3 separate regions of the Zea mays genome follow, and all the other regions are linked to region 2. Evidence: chromatin contacts called from public Hi-C data. All regions are on one chromosome and are shown on one strand. Each heading gives the region's core, a stretch centred on a gene start, on an enhancer-like site or on the middle of the called end of the contact. The rest is flanking DNA. Distances are from core to core; before and after follow the strand shown.

Region 1 (4,582 bases), core at 1,484-3,983, 170 kb before region 2:
ATCCATATTTATACCCATATTCAAACTAAACTATACAAACAACACAATCTACAGTGCAAAATAGTGCAAAAGGTGTTTTTGATGACCATATTGGTGAAGTGTTGTACATTGCATCTATATGGTCAATAAAAACACCGTTTTGCATCATTTTATATTGTAGATTGTACTATTTATAGAGTGTAGTTTGAATACGGGCATGTGTATAGATAAGCTGCTGAAGATGGTCTAACAGACCCGCTATTCAGTACCTCATACCAGGTTTGGAATTTGAAGCTTAGACCTCCTTTGGAACAAGGAAAAAGTGAAGGGATTTTAAAGGATTAAAACCTTATGAAAAGTTTTCTTATGTGGTCCTTTGGAACAAAGGATTAAGTTGTTATAAATCCTATAAAATTTCTATGGAATTATGCATTGTAGAGATTTGGGAGGACTTTTAATATGAGGTCCAACCTCTTAAAAATTTTCCTATGAAATTGAAGGTGGCATGCAACTTTATTCCTACATTTTTCTCATCCATATATTTTTACTAATCCTCTATTTCAAATGAGGCCTTAATATACATTCTAAACCTTTTCCAGTTCTCATGCCATTACCCTCTTAAGGCATCAATCTCACTGATGGCATACAATCTTACTAATAATATAGTAGCTACTACAGTTCTGTACCATGCAATCATCCTTGCATTGTACTGCTACCTCAAGCACACTGCATGCATCATTTGCAGCTGGCCCTTCCTCGAGTTGCAGTCATAATTTTTTTACATGAAACACAAGAACCATTCGCATAAACGAAAATAAACATGCACATCATATTCTGGAACGAAGAGCAGAGCAGGTAGCTGTTTCAGCAGCAGACATTGCTCAAAAGCCTGGCCCCCCTCCCCAAGTCCCAACCTTGAAGGCCACCCCGCCAATCATTCATTCCCTGTTCTCCGACGCTGGGCACATGCAGAGCAGAGAGATGCTTCCGATCACGATCTCCGACTCCGTCCCCTACCTGTTGCCGTTGGGATCGATCTCAGACGAAGTGCCGTCCTCTGCTGCCCCGTGCCTCTGCAGGAATGTACTCTTCTCCCCCTGCACCGGCTGTTGCTCAACGGAGCAGTCGCGCGTACCGGCGCACGTGTGGAGCCACGTGGCGCCGCCGACGGGGGCCTGGCTCTCGGCCTCCGAAGAGGAGGACGTCACGCAGCTGTCGGCGGAGCGGCGGCGCGTCGGGGAGCAGCAGCAGGAGGAGGACAGGGACCCGGTGTCCACCGCGGAGGCCAGCTCCGCCTCCGCGCCGGCTGCCGAGCCCAGGCCGTGGTCGGCGAGGACCTCCTGCGCCCGGCGCAGCACGGACTGCAGGTACCTCCCCTGCGCCTCGATCCTCAGCTGTAGGTGCCGCTGCACCTGCCACCATGTATGGATGTGTGTGGTCATGAATGGCCGAGCTCGGCTTGATCAGCAGCCAAGCACGAACCGGCGGCACACAATCGGCTGAAAGCCTGAAACCTAATGGATTTCACTGCCACAACCACAAGGTCGGGACAATGGTGATCGACCGACCGGACTCTATCGTTTCGTTTACCTCGATCTGCTCCTGCAGCTTCCTCTGCATCCGCGCCACGCTCCTGGAAGAATCGCCATGCGGCTCGGCGACGGTACCGTCGTCGCACTCGTCCGCCGGCTGGTTCTCCGAGGACGAGGACGAACGCTCGTCGGTGCCATCTCCGCTGTCGCCCAGCGGGGAAGCGACGCCTCGGCTCACCGCCACCAGCCGGTACTTCTGCAGCGGCAGTGTGGTGCGCGTGCACCGCATGCACACGGTCGATGGATCAGGAAGGAGGAGGCAAGGCAGAGTTGAGCGCGCGATCGTCATCAACCAACCAAGAGAGAAATAATTCGGCGGTGGCCGGACGGACCTGCAGGTGCCTCTTGAGGTGGTACAGCGTGAGCCCCGGCACGGCCATCGCCCTCAGCACGGACTTGGGTGTCGCCTCTGCAGCCAATGGCAAGGAACGGGAAAGCCGACGTCGTCGGTACGGTAGCATCAGACAAAGGACTGCCTGTGAGGCTGTGACTGTGAATGGAGGGGTGGACAGAAGAGAGGACTCACTGTCTGCGCCGCCGAGCTGGGCCACGGCGAGCACGAAGCGGTCGTGCAGCTGGCGCGTCCACCTGAGCCGCGCCCTGGCCTCGCCGTGCCCGTGCCCGTGCCCCTGCTGCTGACCACCCACTCCCAGCGACGATGCCATTTCCGACGTGCCCACCGCGGCGCTTCGTATCGCAGCGTCGGTGGCGTGGCCAGCATGAGAGGCCGGAGTAGCCGCAGACGAGACGACGGCAGCAAGCAGCTGGTCCTGGCCAAGCAGCGACCGCGGCAGGAAAACAAGCAAGCTCAGCGGGTGATCGACCGACGGTCGATGCCACCGCGAGCCGCGCGGGGGCTCTTATAGGCCGGCCGGCCGGCTGGCTGCGTCGGTCGGTTGCTTTGCTTTCCTGGGACTCCACCACCGCCCCGCCCGGCCCAGAGATATTCCGTCCCTGTCTCCGCCTCCGGCGGTATATGTATGGATACGCCCGGGGCCGCGAATCGGCGGCAAGGCACAACACAACACAAGGGGGAATATGGCGCCGCGCGTGAGGGCAGCAGCTGGGGCCTGGCCGGGCCATGGCAGCATCTTCTTTTGGCGCCCGCGCCCCCTCCCTCCATGTCACCACCGGCACCGCCTCAATCGTTTGCTGCTTTTGCTTTCACTTCTTTGACCTGAAAGAGGGAGAATCTTTCGGCAGTAGGCGCGGCAAAAGCGAAACAGTTCAGCTACAACCCCTCTCGAAAGGATAGAGTTTTTTTTCTTGGTTTTCTTTTCTTTCGAGATTAAAAAAAAAAGGAGACGAGAGAAGCGAAAGGGGGCCGGGGCCATTGCATGCGTCGCATTGCATTGCTGTTGTTCTCTTGCTGTTTCCTCTCACCCTCTCCTCGCCTGCTTGCTCCTTGGACCGGATGGATTCTCTCCTCCCTCGGAACCCCACCACCACCACCAGCACCGTCTCACGACACGAGCAAATGCTGGCTTTACCGGCACACGAAAACTTGCTTTGAAGTGAAGGTAAGATAGATAGGTGGACACACGGCCGCATATGCATCAAAGATGCGCTGTCTGTCCGTCTGCCTTGCTTTGATCTCACTGCCTGGTGTGCCCCGGCCCCGGCGTGCACGATCCGTCAGGAATTGCATTTGGACAGGACAAGCAATTGTCAGAGGAGAGGAGGGCAAACGGAGCATGCTTTTTCCCCTCTCTCTTGATTGAACGGAGAAGAGAAAAAGAAGGGGGAAGGGAAGGGAAGGGAAGGGAAGAGAGAGAATATTATTATATCTGACGATGAGCTTTGCGTTGGGTCTCAAGCGTTCAGGTGGGGGCTTTCAGAGTGGCGCACAAACTGCGCCTTGGCCTGTGGCGGTGACAGGGGAATCAAGGAATCTAATCCAGATCTCGGCGCGCGAAAGCAAGCGACCAAGCATAGCTATCGCGACGGGGATCGAAAGGAAGCTTCTGTCCAAAGCCCCGCCTCGCCTCTCGCTTGCTGGGAGGGACACACGACCGATTTTTTTTATTTTAGTCTCTTTTTTAAAAAAAATAACATTTACTTAACGATTATTTCTTATTTTGGACTCTTTATTTGGCTTCATAGGTTGTGGCGTCGAGCCAACACAGCTCGACATTGTAGCCTGTGACGCCGAGGTCTGATGTGGTAACGTCGTCAAGTGTTGACGAGACGTCGACGTGGCCCTAGCTCGGCGTCACAGATTCAGATAGAGACAATTCTGACAATATTTTTTTTGTAACCTAAGAAACAAGAAGTGTCGTTATGTTATAAAACAGGAATTCTTTTTGGTGTATGTTATCGTCTTTCCATTAAATTGTTTCCATATACTTGGACTTGGTCGCAGCTGCTCTGATCGAGGGGAGAGAATTGTTTTCGCTATTACTATCAACATAAATAACTACCTGTGTAATCCAATAAGTTAACTGTTTCAAAAAAATTAATTGTTTCCATTAAACTGTTTTCATCTATTTAATCTAAGTTAACCGTTTCCATTACTTATATATAGGTCTACATGGTTCCATTAAATTGTTTTCATTAACTGTTTCATTACTTATATATAGGTATATATAGGCATATATAGGTTCCATTAAACTGTTTTCATCTATATAATCTAAGTTTATTTACTTAGTTTAGTTAGTTTAGTTACATAGTTTATTTCGTTTTGCTTAGTATATTTAGTGAATATAGTTAGATAGTTACTTAGTTGTTAGTGAATATAGTTTGATAGCTACTTAGATGTTAGCCTCGTGCTGTTTTCTGTGTTGAAAAGTGTGGATGTCATCCATTGTGTTGTTCGTTTCTCTGCATGTTTTAGAAACCTCATCTTGTAGTGGAGGTGCTGCATAATTTTTTATTGAGACTACTATGTTACTTTTTGTAGATAGAAGGCCGTCCGATTCCACCATCTCCGCCACCGGTAGCTTGACTACACCGCGACCTTAGGTATACCTGTTTTTCACACAGTATTAATCGATTATATAACTACTTGATGT
Region 2 (4,191 bases), core at 1,323-3,822:
GCCTGTTTGAATATTGGATATAGACAGTTTTACCGCGAACTTGAGCAGGTTCTGAAGATGAAGCATAATAGGACACCATTGAAATTGCCTGGTTTTGATCTGCCTGAAAATGTGCATGTTGAAGGGACAACTGTAAGGAACACTGACTAAGCAGGAGATTCGAATAATATAGAACTAAAAACTCTGCAAGTGCAGCATACAGTCCACAACTTCAATTTTCTTGTAAAAAATTTGAAAAACAACTGCTACTGAAAAATATTTCATATTCTGCATAGAATAAAATATCTTTCTATAAGATGCCTTCCCTGAGGCCCCACATGATATTAAACAGATCTTATAAGTAACAACATGCCAGCTAGCACTTGATTCCATTGCTAGTAGTTAACATAATAATACTGATGCTGCAAATTATATATCAACTAGACCGGCATTTCATCCCTGGTTCTAGGATGAGGAGCAATCGCTTCTCCTCACCATGCTTAGATTCTAGGAAACACAAAGATTTTCGCGATTATTCGAGTCTCGCTTATTAGTTCAACAGGTGAACTGCTGATTCTATGACAAACAAAAATAATGTAGGCGTTTGGAGAAATTCTTGCTCATTTTCATCTATAAGCGGATTATAAGTGAAACCAAACACGCCCAACATTGGATACAAAGGAGCATTAGAAGATGAAGTTATCATATTCCTCCAAGTTTCATCCTCTTAAACTTCGCCACATTCATCATCACTCAGTAAAATATAATACAACTGTGCACTACTTCATAAAAATACAAAAAAGCTGAGAAAATTATGTGTTTCTCTAAATGTACACAGAGAATCAAGTAAACAAACAAAACCAGTTTTTTCTCTATACAATATCAGCATATCGTGTGTTCCATGAGAAAAATAGTGAATGATAGGACATGTGGGCTGGGCTGTGTGCCACTTATGATGAGTACAATCTCATCCAAATTCTAGCTTACATTAGATTGGACACAACATAGGAGTACTGAAAATCCATGTAAAATAATCACATTAAACCACAAAAAAAAGAAAAATGAACATTAATACCTTAGAATATCAAGCTAGAACAGCATATTCCAAATGCATGGCTTAAAGCCAAGGCATCTAATCTAATAGTGGCACTGTTGTTGTAAGTTGGCACCTCATCTGTAATAGTATACAGCTGTGAAAACAGCAGTCCAACCTAAAAGTTTGATGAAATAATACTAACTACTCCCAACCAGCACCCTGACATCAAACAAAAAACATCTCAATAGATGAGATTAAGGGGTTGTTTGGTTTCTAGGGACTAATTCTTAGTGCCTCCATTTTATTCCATTTTAGTCCCTAAATTACCAAATACGGAAACTAAAATTCTGTTTTAGTTTCCGTATCTAACAATTTAGGGACAAAAATGGAATAAAATAAACTAAAAATTAGTCCCTAGAAACCAAACACCCCCTAAATATCATGAATTACCTAAATCATGATCTAAGACATGTCCCACAGGAAACCTAGTACCTGACGCATATTGCTTATGCTTATAGTTTACCACTATGAACACCATGAAACAGTACAATCACTATGCAATGGTGCAATCAGTAGATGCAATCTCTACAAGGTTATTAAAACGATAAAACATTGAAACGCTCATGGGTGAAGTTTTGACTTTTAAACATTTAAACAAAGTTTAAACGCAGTTTTAAACAACATAGGAAAAATACCAATATATCATAATTTCAGACAATAACATGAAGTCAAATACCAAAAGTTAGTGGCTTACCAAAAACTTCCCCATGAGCCGGATTGGACCCAAAAGTAACTAACAGATTGGGCCCAAAAGTAGCTAATGGTGTAAAACGCTGTGTTTTACAGTTTAGAACGCCAAAACTAAAATGTTGTTTCAACCTCTAATTAGAGTTTTGACCTTTAAACGTAGTTTTAATAACATTGAATCTCTAACACCTAAATCGACAATCGCGAATTCCTCGTAATCTCAGTCATCTCTACAGAAGCCACCGCAAATCGCTACCGACATCACAATCGATCCGAGAAGGAGGAAGTCGAGCAGGGAGCAGGGGCTTACAAACTCGACGAATGCCTGGTTACGGTTGGCGCCGACGTTGCACATGGTGTTTACGACCCTGCCGAAGGGTTTGCAGAGCTCGACGAGCTCCTCCTCGGTGCATTCCCACGGCATGTTCCGCAGGTGCAGCACCTTGGACGGCGTCTGCGTGTACCGAAATTGCGTCGCTGACCCGGACGGCATCGTTGCTTGGGTCGGCTTCCTCTCCGGAGACCGGGCAAGCGGGCGGTAGTGGCACTGCAGCTAGGGTTAGGGTTTGGTGGGTTTTCGTATCGCGGCACGGGGTGCAGCCGATTCGAGGGAGGAAGAAACCGAGCACGTTGCTGAGGAGGGAGACGGGGTTGGCCTATTGGGGAAATGGGGGGTGGGGGATGGGGCTGGCTTGGGCTGCGCTTCGTGACCGTGGTTCCAATCCAGAAGGTGACGATGATGATTGGTGAGGGCATGAGGCGCATCCGGCGAGCGGTCGAGAGGGCGCGCGTGTGGCCCCACGTGTAAGCGACAACTAGTGCGGCTATTTCCTATACAACAAAGCCGGTCCAAAACCACGTTGCCTAGCCTATCCACGTCACCATCTAAAATTGCAGTCGTTGGATCACGCATCGACGTATGACGAAACATCCTACCCTGCGACGCCCGCGAAGCTTCCAGATCTCTCCCAGAGCTCCCATTACCATGGGTGCCCGCAACTACACCACCTCCCTCCCCCCCGCGCCAGTGGAGATGGTCGGCGCTCCGTGTCCCCTCCTCCCTAGCAAAGTAGCCATGTTGTTGTGCGCCCCCGTTCGGTCGTCTCCGCGACCGTGAATCTTCACGCCGCGCCGTCGTGTCCTTCCTGCTTTCGGCTCCAGCGCTCTGGTGTCCGGTGCTCTCGGCCGCGTGCCGGCACAGCTCCACGCCGCGTCCTGTAGAAGGAGGTAGCAGGGTGGTAGGTCAACCTGTCCCCGGGCTTCAAGCACAGGGTCACCGGCAACCTCCAGAGGTGCCCCGCCATATCGCCGCCCTTCCTATCTCCTTCCTCACCAAGCAGTCCCTGTGGTGCGAGGTCTCCCCCAAAAAAACGTCGCCACGAAGTCTGCATCCCCTCCCCTCGGCGCGCACACCGTCACCTCATAGCGCGTTGTGCTCGCGCGGCTTCGCTGTGCGCCCGCCCTACGGCGCAGCCACACCGCGACATAGCCCGCTCGCCGACCTAGCAGCGCCGCCGTGCCTTCGCGCCACCCAACACCGACCATGCTGGGCCTTATGCACGCGTCATGCCGCGACCACAACGCCGCTCGCGTCCCGCCCTAAGGTAAGATAACCAGCTACCCCTTCCTGGGTGCGCCCCCTCCTCCTAGGTGCTGCCATTTACGCACTGCTTGCATTATCATTCGCGACGGTGGAGGACGTGGCATTGGACACGACGGGGATCAGCCGCACATAGAACGGGGTGCGGGTCAAGACGTGTCTGGGCGGGGCCGGGTACGTCCGTGGCGTGCGCTTCGCCATCGTGGTCATGCACGGTGTTGGCCACCCTATCGTCATTGACCAGTTCTACTACGATGTGCCCTAGTAGAGTGATGGCGGCAGCGGCAGTGGCAGCTCTTGTGCCAACCAGACCTCCGCCATGGTCGTGTCCGACGTGTCATACCGCAACACCAGTGGCACGTCGATCCACACCGATGCCATCAGGTTTGCCTTCAGCAACGCCGTGTTGTGCTCTACTCTTGTTGTTTTGTGTCCTTCAAGTGCTCGATTCAATGCCCAAAACGAGTCTGCTTGCTATTCTATTCCAGGGAAAAGGTCTCCAGTTGTACAAATACAGGCTCCATTATTCTATAAGTAATCACATGTATTTTTTTCCTACCATTCGCAGTGGGCACAATAATATACCTTGGTTTATAGCACATCCGTAACTTGCTCATGTGTACAACAATGGATTATGCGAGTCCCAGCTCTAGGCCACATACCTGACATTTTAATTGGATATCGTTGTTATGTTTCATATTCTACCTTTGACTCTGGTTTGCATAATTTTTATGATGTCGCCTGATTTGCACTCTCTTGAGCATCATCACCTAATGTTACTCCACAGCGATTAGTGCAGGTCAGGCCCTCCAATAATTTCTACCTGATG
Region 3 (4,205 bases), core at 150-2,649, 150 kb before region 2:
GTCGTTGGCAGTTGATGAGTGATCTGTACTAGGTTGCCTTCCAGCTAGCACCGTGAGGGGTTGTTTCTCTTTGTAATATTACACTATTTCCTGCATATACCATATACAAATGTAATGTTGTATTTTCCTTTTGTTTACCATCATATGGGGCTTTCACATACGTACGTTGAGGTTTTAGAAGTCGTGCTTAATTATAAGCCTATATATCTACTAGCAGTTCTTGTACTAATAATACATGTGCTTCCACAATGAATCGTGAAAAGCACAAAACAAAACCCATCGGGACAGATGATATACACTGATGAAACAATCTCTACACCCTTTATAGCCTCCGCTTCAACTAATGTACATATACCAGTACGTCACATTCCTTAGCCCTCAGTCGATTAAGAACGCATCACACGAACTGTCTTCGAGTCTCGGCCTTTCAGCTCGGACCACATGACCTGATGGACCGTCGACTCAACCCGACAGGGTCTGGATGATGGTGTTGTGCCATGGGTCGGACAGGTGCTGCAGCAGGTTGTCGAAGGGCCCCTTGCCGGTGACGTTGTGCTGGATCAGGAAGGCCAGGAACGCCAGCATGGCCAGCCTCCCTGCAGAATTAATAACGTCAGAGAAGGATCGGAAGTGGCCGACGACGACCGGCGGCGGTGAGATGAGATGGTGCAATGCAATGCAACTCACCGTTGGCGAGCTCCTTCTCCTTGGCCTCGAGCGTGGGCGCGAAGTTGAGCGGGTTGAAGACGCTGCCGGGGTAGCCGCACTCGTGCGGCGGCAGGCTGTAGCTCTTGAAGATGGGGTCCTGGTTGACGCTGCCGGGGTTCTTGATGTCCTGCCACCGCCGGATCTCCACGTAGTGAAACAGGATGAACTCGATCACGAACAGCGTCGACGACGACGCGAAGTACTCCGACTTGCCGGCGTCGTACCACTGCGGCGCGTTGATCAGCCCGGCCTTGGTCAGCACCTCCGGGATCAGCATCCCGGCCACGCCCAGCATCGCCCACCGCCCGTTCACCAGCTCCGCCTGCACGTACCACCTCAGGTTCTCCGGGTCCTCCGCCAGGCCCAACGGGTCGAAGCCATTGTCACCCGGCAGGCTGACATGGCCATGGGTGCGTCAGTCGGCGTCGCTGGCCAGAGTTAATCAGGAAAAGAAACACTACTGACCTGCCGTCGAGGTAGGCGGGGGAGGGAAGGCCCGGGAGCCACTCGCCCTTGGCCTCCGCCTTGAGGCTCCGCCTCGTCGGCGACGCGGTAGCAGTGCGGCCGAGGCGGCTAGAGTGGCCAAGGAAGGCCGACGACGACGACGGGCGCAGGGCTGCGACCGGGGCGCGGGCGGTGACGGACGCCATGCTTCGTCGTAGCGTAGCTTCCCGGTGAGCGACGGTCGAGATGGAGATCGAGCACGTTGGTCCTTGCCGCCAGGATCAGCCTGGTTTGTACTATTAAACTGCCACCTGCCGGGCCGGTCCGGCGGGTGTGGCCAGCAGGCGCCGGCTGCGGCCGACGGCGTAGATACGCCGTGCTGTCGGATCGGACGGACGGGACGCTGCCCGGGACGGGTGTGGCCAATGAGAAGCCCCGTCTCTTATCCAGCCAGCGTTATCCGGATGCTGGGAATGGGATACGGGGGAATCAAACCGCGTGTTGTCATTGGATGGCGGTGTCAGCCATGGCTTGTGCTGGCAGCCACGTCGGACAGGCAGGCCTGAGAAATGTCTGGTTCCGAGCTTTCGTGTCTAGATTCTGTCATCTCATTACTCGCCAGTCCTTTTGCGCTGTGGTGGCCTAGGGGGAAAAAAATCTCGATGGCACTGACCTTGTTTGTGACCGACCGACAAGAGAAGTATCTTCCTGCGCAGTGAGAAGTTTTGGATTAACAGTTCGACTTGCACTACTAGAAAAATTCACTTCTAAGGTACATCATCTTTAATTCTTTATCACAGTAAATAAATACCAATATTGCTGCTAAAAATATTCATAATGAAGTTATGATGAAAGTATTGTCGTCGTGTTTATCGCACCACATATACAACACAATGATAATACAACATAATCCATTACAAAATAAGTGTTGCAAATGTGACGATAAACACGACGTAACCAGCATGGCATCCACGCACGTGGCGGACACGGGGCGTGGTCCTGGTTGACACATGTACGGTAACTTGGTTAACACGTGGCGTCCACGTACGCAATGACGTGGTGGCACATGCGCAAAGTCGTCAAGTACGCGATGACATGGCAAACATGTACGAGATTATGTGGCAACATTCATTTGGTGACATTTTCCGCCTGACACATCATGAACTCCACTGAGGCCACTTCTAGAACAAAGGAAATGTGGAGGAATTTTAGAGGATTGAAAACCTACATAAAATTTTCCTATATGGTTCTTTGGAACAAAGGATTGAATTTCTGCAAATCCTATAAAATTCCTATGGAATGGCCTTTTGTAGTGAGATTTTGTAGGATTTCTAATATGAGGTCCGACCTCTCCTCTAATTTCTATGTTCTTCATATGTTGCATCCGAATGCTCTATTAGAAGTTTTCCTGTGTTTTTAATTCCTGTAAAATTGCAAGTGTCAAGCAATTCTATTCCTATGTTTTTACTGTTCCTACATTTCACCAATCATGCATTCCAAAAAAGGCCTAAATTTTAGGCTCTCTCCTCTAATTTCGGTGTTCTTCATATGTTGCGTCTAAACGCTATATTAGAAGTTTTCCTGTGTTTTCAATTCCTGTAAAATTGTAAGTGTCAAGCAATTATATTCCTATGTTTTTTCCTGTTCCTACATTTCACCAATCATGCATTCCAAAGGAGGCCTAAATTTTAGGCTCCTTTGTACTCGTTGCAAAAACATAAAAAATACTATAATCCATCAAGCACAAACATATGTTCATACATCAAAAAACTAAATGTTCATACAACCAAAGGTCCCAAACACACGAACCAAATCGACGACCACAACTTCACACACATCACGTCAGTTCATAGACGAAATAACATAGACATCGATTTAACAACTTATAAGGACTAGCATTACCTACGCTGCACCTCCTAGCACACAAGATGACCATTGCACTGCAAAAGCCAACCAACATAGGCACATACAAACTAAGTCTGTCTATTACCTTGTGCCAACACACGGATAAGACCATACCCCCAGCAGCTATCAAGACACATTCTAAGATCCTGATACATGAGCATATCAAAGTTGAACATTTAGTTTGTTAGCAATCTGATAGCACTTCATTAGGAAGGCCATACCTCCATCCAAAGTGAGTTTGAGATACATGAGTGTTGGGGGTATCCTTCTCCCGAAGGTCCTCAAAACACATTAACTATTTTGTTTTGTTACAAATGTGTTGCAGGACTAATACCGAAAGTAGGTTTCGAGTAGGGCGCACACCAAGACTTTGGTCATCATTGTGAAAATGCTTCGGGCGAAGCTAATTCCGAAGGTCCTATGGGGTACGACAAACTAAGTCGAAAGGAGGAGAAGGATGACTTTACGCCTGACATGTACATTAGAATGGATGTATAGAATTCGAGGATATAATTGTAAATTTACTTGAGCTATATCTCGGGTCTATAAATAGAGGAACAGTGCCATGCACTTTTCATCTTTGTTTTCGGAAGAGAGAACACTCTCATTTGTTCAGCTTCCGAAGTTACCTTCGAGCTCTCATTTGTGTAAAGCCGAATGTATGTTTGTATTTGTCTATCAAATTGTCAGGAATGAAATTTGAGATGAATATGCAGATAAGTTAAAGGACTTATTCTTTATTATTTGCACTTTCTATTCTAGTTAGGTATATGCACACTCTTTATTTGTCACCCTCTTTCTTCATATGACCTTCGAAAAGAGGTTAGATGAAGGAAGAAGTGGGCAACATACTAATCCATATTAACATGTTTTTGACATCCTAACGGATTCAAAAACAAGTGTCCATCACTACCTTTGTCCTTGGATCATTATCCCGAAGAGATAACGCCCCAAGGACGAAGGTCCTTACCGTTTAACATTGTGTTGCATTGTTTATGGTTCTATACAACAATTGAAAACAAGTGACCAACTATGAGCATTATTGGACCCAGACAAAGAGGGTCCCAGATATAGGAGGTGGCAAGAGTGTGACATAATGACAAGTGCATAACGGAGGTTCTCAAATGTCTTACCAGTCATCCCCTCAC

The links. A called contact is a pair of places that touch in the nucleus more often than the background predicts.
Region 1: a contact with region 2 is called in a Hi-C map of leaf, with 5 times the contacts expected there. The contact joins the promoter of LOC100382520 here to the promoter of LOC103653473 in region 2. A contact is called at or near these places in 2 of 25 Hi-C or Micro-C datasets (ear and leaf).
Region 3: a Hi-C map of leaf shows a contact between it and region 2, with 5 times the contacts expected there. The contact joins the promoter of LOC100280410 here to the promoter of LOC103653473 in region 2. A contact is called at or near these places in 2 of 25 Hi-C or Micro-C datasets (ear and leaf).

The regions. Positions count from the first base shown.
Region 1 is chr4:86,401,535-86,406,116 of Zm-B73-REFERENCE-NAM-5.0, reverse strand. LOC100382520 reads right to left here and starts at 2,733. Exons shown (of 3, transcript NM_001175257.1): 1 at 2,098-2,733; 2 at 1,904-1,980; 3 at 559-1,767. The coding sequence starts at 2,654. The coding sequence ends at 1,418.
Region 2 is chr4:86,230,947-86,235,137 of Zm-B73-REFERENCE-NAM-5.0, reverse strand. LOC103653473 (polypyrimidine tract-binding protein homolog 1) reads right to left here and starts at 2,572. Exons shown (of 11, transcript XR_004857780.1): 1 at 2,073-2,572; 2 at 1-103.
Region 3 is chr4:86,377,344-86,381,548 of Zm-B73-REFERENCE-NAM-5.0, reverse strand. LOC100280410 (chlorophyll a-b binding protein 4) reads right to left here and starts at 1,399. Exons shown (of 3, transcript NM_001317925.1): 1 at 1,174-1,399; 2 at 688-1,103; 3 at 177-596. The coding sequence starts at 1,358. The coding sequence ends at 463.